2 separate regions of the Mus musculus genome follow, and region 1 is linked to region 2. Evidence: chromatin contacts called from public Hi-C data. All regions are on one chromosome and are shown on one strand. Each heading gives the region's core, a stretch centred on a gene start, on an enhancer-like site or on the middle of the called end of the contact. The rest is flanking DNA. Distances are from core to core; before and after follow the strand shown. Region 1 overlaps Gm36660 (a long non-coding RNA gene). Region 2 overlaps Gm36132 (a long non-coding RNA gene).

Region 1 (3,983 bases), core at 1,274-3,773, 180 kb before region 2:
AAGATCAGGTGAGGGCACAAGCCAAGCCAAGAGTCCTCAGATCAAACCAGCACTGCAAATAGCTTGCTCCTGGGCCTCCAGGACGGTGAGGCAGATGAGTCTGCTGTTTAAGCCACCTGGTCTTTGCGTCTTGGTTACCAAAGCCCTAAAAAGTAAGATGGCACGTATCGGCAGAGAAGTGATGAGGCTCCCAAGGGTAAGAACAAGTCTTTGGTCCGGGGTTCCTTCAGTGCAGTCTCCTCGTAGGTCTTATGTGAATGAAGTGTGAGTATTTTTTTCCCACAGACCTCCATCTCCTGGGGACTGTGCGGCGGGTTGACAGTAAGGACAAATGGTACTCATAAACTCAATCCCACCACTCTCCTCCAGGAGTCAGGTAGGGAAGCCAGGAGTAGTTAGCCTGCAAACAGGTTGCCCTGTGGTTATCAGGGCCCAGTTGAAGGGAGTCACCAAACCCTGGAGTTTACATTCACCTGGAAGTGCCTCTCAACTGTCAAAAATTCCTTTGCCTGTGCCAAGGGCCTGAGTCAATATGCACTTCCCCCATGGGCCCTTCTTAAGGATTGCTACTCAAACAAGGCCTATTGTAGGTCTCTGAAAGCCCAAGTTCCTTCAGATATCAGACCAGAGATTATTGTCCCTATATCAAAGGACTAATAAAGGTCAACAGAGCTCAGAAAATGAATGCAGGGGTTGAATGTGGGTCAATCCTTTGGACCAGGGGGAACATGTCATCGATAAGGCTCACAGGAGGAAAATGTCCCTAATAGGGAATGTAGAACAAAATCCAAAAATCTATTTCATATACTGTTGAGTTTCAGCAGTGCTGAAGCAAAGAGCACTCCATGCTCTCGGCATAATTTGCATCATCCGGGGTCTTGCTTGTCTGCACTCCTCACTGCCCAAGAATCTGAGCTTTACTAGTGAAGAATGGCCCTTGTGTGACTGTATGTTTATGTATATTTGTGGGAAGAGCTTGTGGCAGAGACTTTGTGTGTATGTATGTGATGCAGGGTGGATGCTGGAGGAGGAAAAGGTGGGCTAGAAGAGCCAGGGCTGGAGGAGGTACAGGAGGGGGCATCGCAGCTCCAAGGACTCTCTTTGGAAAGTTGTAAGAACCTACTGCAACCTGTGTTCTTTCTCATCCAGCAGTTGCCACCCAGGGCCTCCCACTTCTTTTCTTTCCCTCCTTCTCCTCCTCCTTCTTTTGTTTGTTTTGTTTTTTGTTTTTCCAGACAGGGTTTCTCTGTAGTCTTGGCTGTCTTGGAGCTTGCTCTATAGCCTAGGCTGACCTTGAACTCAAAAAGATTTGCTTGTCTCTGCCTCTCAAGTGCTGGGATTGGAGGTGTGTGCTACCACTACCTAACCCCATTTCTTCCTCTCCAGCTGTCTCTTTTTCCCTTTTTCCCCCTCCTTTCCTTTTTCTCCCACTCCTCCTTTCCTCTCCTTAACACCCCCTCCCGTGATATGTGTCCCAGTGCTGTGTACATGGAAGTCAGAGATTGGTACTGGGTGTCTTCTGTCTCTCTCCACCTTACTTTTTTTTTTTTTTTTGACACAGGCTCTCTCATCGAAACTGTAGCTAACAGTTTTAGCTAGAGTGGCTCACCAGCAAGTTCTGGGGATCATCTCTTCCCCTGACCCAGTGCTGGGGCTGCGGGTGTGTGCTACAGTTCCTTTTTACATGAGTGTGGGGATCTGAACTCAGGTCCCCATGTTTATACAATGAACGTTATTCCCAGTGAGTTATTTCCCCAGCCAGCCCATAAGAGTTTGGTTTAATGTATTGTTCCAGAAGTTTTTTTTCTGGTGCTATCTTCCTGTTAGTTTGGCTAAGACATCTACAGGAGATGGCCAGCTTATCCATGGCCTTGGTGATCGTTTATAGGGGTTAACTTCAGTTTGCTCATTCACACAATATGAGTTTGATTTCATAGGGCTGTTGAGTTGAATAAATAAAATAAAGAGTATGTGGTACCCTTTTTACATGGTGAGAATTCAAAAATGTTAGTTTTTACTTAAATCTCAGCTAGGCAGTGTTTCACTCAGGAAGTCATTCAACAAATTTGTTGCCAATTAAGTGGTGGTAAAAGGTGCCCCCCCCTTTAGTTGAGCAACATTGTGGCCTAGATGTTCCCACCCTTATGAAATTACAGTCCAGTAGATAAGAAGCAAAGTGGAGTCAGGTGCTAGGGAAGGTTGTGACAGCATATTTTCTTAGCCTTGTTTTCTGATGTCGCCTCAATTGGCTGTGTAGCCAGATAGGAATATACGCTCAAGGGGAATTCTTTTAGCAAAACCTTGGGAACAGGACCATAGTGACTCACAGCAGGCTAAGCTCTAACAGCAGCAAATAAAGGGCTGGGAAATGGCTAAGAGACTCAAGCAGCTGTCACAACAGCCACCGTCATCTTCTGCTTATGTAGGACTCTTCTCTTGCAAGCTAAGTGCTTTGTAGATAGACATTACTCAGTGAATTCTCACAGCTTCCTTCTGGGGCAGGGAGGAGGCAGAGATTATTAGAAATGAGGAAACAGGCTTGGCAGGAGTATAACCGCCGTGTCTGAAGTCATACAGCTAGCACATGCTCTGGTCCCTGGATTGGCTTGCCCAACTTGTAGCGCATTGGCTTACTTGGTGTCCATAGGACAGTGAGGTTGGGGAGTTGTGTAACTGGGAAGCACATGTATAGGTGATGGATAGGAAAACCTCACAACTATGCTTCCCAAACACTATTTCTGGTTCTTCACTCTGTTTTGCATGGGTAGCCTTAAACATCATGTGTAGAGACACTACTGCTTGGTCCCTTCCTTATTCGTCCTTGGGATGTTCCAGTGATGGGAACTTGGAGGGAAAGTGGTGTTACGGTTTTTGTTTTTTTTTCTGTGACTTTGGTTATCTGGACTAGCCAATTGTGACCCACATACATTACATAGAAAAATTCCTGAAAGAGCAAGTTTAAGATTGTAGGCTGTAAGGAGTGGCATGGTGAAGAAATCTTGCTCCAAATGAAGCACACGATCCTCCCTCTGATATGTCTTCAGAGGGTCAGTTGTAGCCTAATGCTACGTCACCACGTGGACATCAACTCAGTCCATTATCTCCCATCATTACCAGAAGCACTAGAACACTGTAGCAAGACAGTTGAGGGAAAAAAAAGATCATCTCCACATATCTTTTATTATAGCATCTTGTTATAATGGCTCTGTTTTATTATTTGTTATTGCTGTCAATCTCTTGCTACATCTAAGTCACGCATTAAACCCTATCATAGGTATGTATGTAAGAGGAGCCTAGGTAGAATTCAGTGCTACCTATGATGTCAGGAGTTCACCGAGGGCCTTGAAAAGTCCCTCCTGCACAACTGGCGGTTATCATGTAGAAGAATGCGAATTGATCCATTCCTATCTCCTTGTACTAAGGTCAAATCTAAGTGGATTAAGGAACTCCACATAAAACTAAGACACTGAAACTTATAGAGGAGAAAGTAGGGAAAAACCTAGAAGATATGGGTACAGGAGAAAAATTCCTGAATAGAACAGCAATGGCTTGTGCTGTAAGATCGAGAATCGACAAATGGGACCTCATAAAATTGCAAAGCTTCTGCAAGGCAAAAGACACTGTCAATAAGACAAAAAGGCCACCAACAGATTGGGAAAGGATCTTTACCTATCCTAAATCAGATAGGGGACTAATATCCAATATATATAAAGAACTCAAGAAGGTGGACTCCAGAAAATCAAATAACCCCATTAAAAATGGGGCTCAGAGCTAAACAAAGAATTCTCACCTGAGGAATACCGAATGGCTGAGAAGCACCTGAAAAAATGTTCAACATCCTTAATCATTGGGGATCAAAACAACCCTGAGATTCCACCTCACTCCAGTCAGAATGGCTAAGATCAAAAATTCAGGTGACAGCAGTTGCTGGCGAGGATGTGGAGAAAGAGGAACACTCCTCCATTGTTGGTGGGATTGCAAGC
Region 2 (3,801 bases), core at 1,115-3,614:
TTTTAACAGACTGGCCAGGAACTCTCATAAGAAACCAGGTAAAACTTTTATTTATTTTGTTTATTCTTTTTGATTTACATCCAATTTTCAAAGTGTACTTGAGACAGTTTACAATAAAATACATATGTACAATAAGTTGGTTGAATAAGAAAGAGAAATTTAAATCATAGAGAACGAAAAGGAAAATAGTTATGCCAGAAACCTGAGCTAATTGCTATTGTAATTGAGCATTAAATTTGTTCAAGGTTTTCTGGCAGCTAACAGAAAAAAAAAGAGGAAATACAAAGGGTAACTTGATGGCTGCAATTTGCCCTTAACTTCTTTAGCAGGCTACAGGGCTAGAGAGCACTCCATTCTGGGGAGCTAAAGTGGGAGCCAGTCTGCGCAGGTCCGCTACAGTGTGTCCCGTCCACATCCCATCTTTCCTTTTTCCTAACTGTAGCAGCAGGTGGAACAGCTTTGGTTTGAAACCTGACTAGAGCCAGGACTCTCAGATTAAAGACTTAAAAAAAAAAATTAGGGGTAGTGATTCAGACAGTATAGCAGTTGAAACGCATACTGTCCTCTCCGAGAACCCAAGTTTGGTTCCCAGTACCCGAAGCAGGCAGCTCACGTTTGCCTGTGACTCCAGCTCTAGAGGATCTTACACCATTTGCTAGCCTCTGCAAGCACCTGCACTCACATGCACACAGTCCCACACGGCCACACATAGTTGAAAATCAAATAAAATCTGAAGAAAATGTTTTTGAAATGTTCATGTATAACAACATGTATTTGGGGCTGGGGCAATGTCTCAGTCTGTAAAATGAATGCTTACTGTGCTAGCATGAGAACCTGAGTTCATATCCCCAGGGCCCATTTAACTGCCAGGTGTGGTAGTATCTACCTGTAACCTCAGCATGGATGGAACAGAGCCAGGCAGATCCTGGAGCTGTTCGGCCACCTAGTCCAGCCAAATAGAAAGCTGGGTTCAGTAAGAAACTGTCTCAAAAAGTAAGATATCAAGAGAGGAAGACATCATCCTCTGCCTCCATGCATGTAAATCCATACTCATCCCTACATGCACACACACATGTACATGACCACACATAAACACAGACTAGTACATTTGAAACACCTCCTTATTGAGGATTTGGAAAATATAGAAAAGTATAAAGGAGAAAAGATAAGTTATCTGACAATCCCATTTGAAAACAATTGTGATGAATTATTAATAAGTTAACTTCCGTTTTTAACGTAAACTTATATTGGCTCGTTTCTTGCTATTTTCTCTCTATCTAGATGATTCTATAAGCTTGTGCTCTTTGACTCGAGTCGTTTTTACGGTAAAACCAGCCAGCCACTGCCCATAGATGGCTCCGTGAGGTAACTGCCTAGCTTCATAAAAAGTCTGTGTCTTTTCCAACAGGCGAAAGGAGGCCTTCCCTGGGTGCAGAGTTATGTAATTTGTCTAAATCACACAGCACTAAAGGAAGAGCAAACCCACAAATTTGGGTGTGTCTGTGGAGCACATTCACTTCAGCAGATGTTCAGTTGCTCAGAGACACAGACAGCTCCCTCCTGCCGCCTGTGACCCCTGGGAACAGGAGTGTCCGATGGTGGCTGAGCCTGGCCACGGGCCCCAGCCAACCAGTACAGAGAAGGAAGGAGCTCACTATGCCCCGGCTCTTCTCTCCTTCCGCCCTTCTCCACATGCAAGAGGCCAAGAAACTAAACTGCCTAGACTGCAGGTTAGCTTGTAGATACCAGTGGGTTTTTTGAGTTGATGAAATAATTTAATCCAAACCTTCCTTTTCCATGGGGATCAAATTACGAGAAGGTCACAAAACCCGGTTCTGTTGTTCTCAGTCCCGACAGTGCCAGAGAGGGTGTCAAATTTTGTTGTTGTTGCTCATACTGTGGTTTATAGTTGGAACTGTGTGCAGTCACGGCTTTCTTCTCTCCTGGGCACTCTGATTCGTACTGAAACATCTCTCGTGTACAAGTCATGACTGGAGTATCCTGAGCAGCTCTCAGAAGAGCCACTTCCTTGGGCAGATCCAGGCCACAAAGTTGCTGGGGAACATTGGTTGCCACCCTCTAAACGGACAAGCCTTTTGTGAACAGTCCAAAACCAGCAAATGACCCAGGAGTTAGGGCCACCCTGGGATGAAAGTAGGAGGGTCTTTTTCCCCTGTCCTTTATTCCCTTGGGGGACCCTATGAGCTAAGCCGCAGGAGTCCAATAGTCTTAGTGCCACGGACTCTTGGTTGGCCCCGCAGAGATTGATCCAAGATGAAAGTTTGCCGAGCGAGCCAGGCACTCTGCCGCAGTTGGGGTAAGTCAAGCTGGTGTGCCAGTGGGTGAGTCAGCGACCGAAATGCCCTCTCTTCATTGCATAACTCTAAACACAGGCTTTGCCTTCCCGATAATCACTCTCCTGGCGGTGGCACAGCAGGGCTTATTTCCTGAAGACATGCGTGGGAAAAAAAAGTTTTCCAGGCAGACTTAGACACTCAGGCTTCCATGCTGTAAGGAACAGTACTTCCTTCCTCTCCAGCGCTGGTGATATGACTCACAGCAAAACGTGAAGATGACTTTCCTGATGCACCAAATGGCAGCTGGCTGTAGCGACTCAGGCTTGTGGTCCCCAGCACTCCGGAGGATGAGGCGGGAGACCCATGACATTGAGTCTAGGGCTACATATCTGGACCCTGTCTCAAAACAAACTGATAAACCAGCAGACAAATATCAAGAATGAAGAACTTGAGCAATAAGAGGAAACGCATCAAGTGCTAGACACGTGGTACATCCTTCTCTCTACCTAGCTATAATGACCCTCATATTCTGCCCGTTATACAGGTAAGAAAACTGAGGCCTGAGGTTAAATGATATTCTTTCTCTTTCAGTACTCAGAACTGAACCTTGGACCTCATGCTTGCTAGGCACTGAGCTATATCCCCAGTCCTAAATGATGTTCCCAATGTTACAGAGCTTGTAAGAGTCTGAGCCAAAGCTCCAGGAATTCTATTTTCTTTTCCTTTTTCTTTTATTTTATGTATATGAGTACCTTATTGTATATGTATATTTTATTTTATGTATATGAGTGTTTTGCCTGCATTTATGCATATGTACCACGTGCTGGCTGGTGCCCTTGGAGGTCAGAAGGTGGTGCTGGATCCCCTAGACCTGGAGTTATAGTTGTAATCCACCCTGTGGGTGCTGGGAATTGAACTGGAGTCCTCTGCAAGAGCAATAAAGTGTTCTCATCCACTGAGCCATCTCTCCAGCCCCACGTTCTAGTTTCTTAACAGCTTGAAAGTGACAGAAGTGATGGGATTGAGAGAAATCACAAATCCAAAGTATTTTCCATCAGATGGCTTGTCAGACCCAAGGAAGGCTCCTCTTAGAGACGAATGCCTGCCATGCCACACTTCAGCCTTGCTGACTCCGTAGAAACCATGGCTGGCTTCCAGGAAGGGGAGAAATTTGTCCCTGCTCCTGTGTCCAACACTGTTTGGTATTTGGATGAATATGAACAGCTAGTTATGATGCCATTGGGGGTGGGGATTACACTGCAGAGAGGCCTCAACATGCCGTCCAGACAGGGAACATGACTCACCAAGAAGAGACCCCAGGTGGGGAAGCTCTGGGTGGCTGGATTGCTCATAATCTGGTGAGACTAGGCAAAAAAAAAAAAAAAAAAAAAAAAAAAAAAAAAAAAAAAAAGGCCACAAGGACCTCCAGGAAAACACTGTGGTAATTATCATGGCTGCAAGTCCCCAAGTCAGGGGACCTGCCAGAGGCTGTCCCAGGGCCCTA

What was found. A called contact is a pair of places that touch in the nucleus more often than the background predicts.
Region 1: a contact with region 2 is called in a Hi-C map of muscle stem cells, with 2.6 times the contacts expected there. The contact joins two enhancer-like sites. A contact is called at or near these places in 3 of 484 Hi-C or Micro-C datasets (bone marrow-derived macrophages, muscle stem cells and nephron progenitors), 2 of 115 datasets of contacts at active chromatin or transcription factors (both in embryonic stem cells) and 1 of 9 other capture datasets (embryonic stem cells).

What each region holds. Positions count from the first base shown.
Region 1 is chr12:80,045,306-80,049,288 of GRCm38.p6, reverse strand. All of the region lies in intron 3 of Gm36660 (a long non-coding RNA gene), which reads left to right. Among named protein-coding and RNA genes, the nearest start is that of Gm36834, 28 kb to the right of the region's middle. Within about 2 kb of position 2,523, at least 54 of the 459 cell types and tissues checked have an H3K27ac peak or open chromatin away from gene starts, as enhancers often do. A contact at or near this core is called in bone marrow-derived macrophages and muscle stem cells, where this site is marked.
Region 2 is chr12:79,863,119-79,866,919 of GRCm38.p6, reverse strand. Gm36132 (a long non-coding RNA gene) reads left to right here. Exons shown (of 4, transcript XR_381728.4): 2 at 1-38; 3 at 1,282-1,365. Among named protein-coding and RNA genes, the nearest start is that of Gm36132, 2.6 kb to the left of the region's middle. Within about 2 kb of position 2,364, at least 94 of the 459 cell types and tissues checked have an H3K27ac peak or open chromatin away from gene starts, as enhancers often do. A contact at or near this core is called in bone marrow-derived macrophages and muscle stem cells, where this site is marked.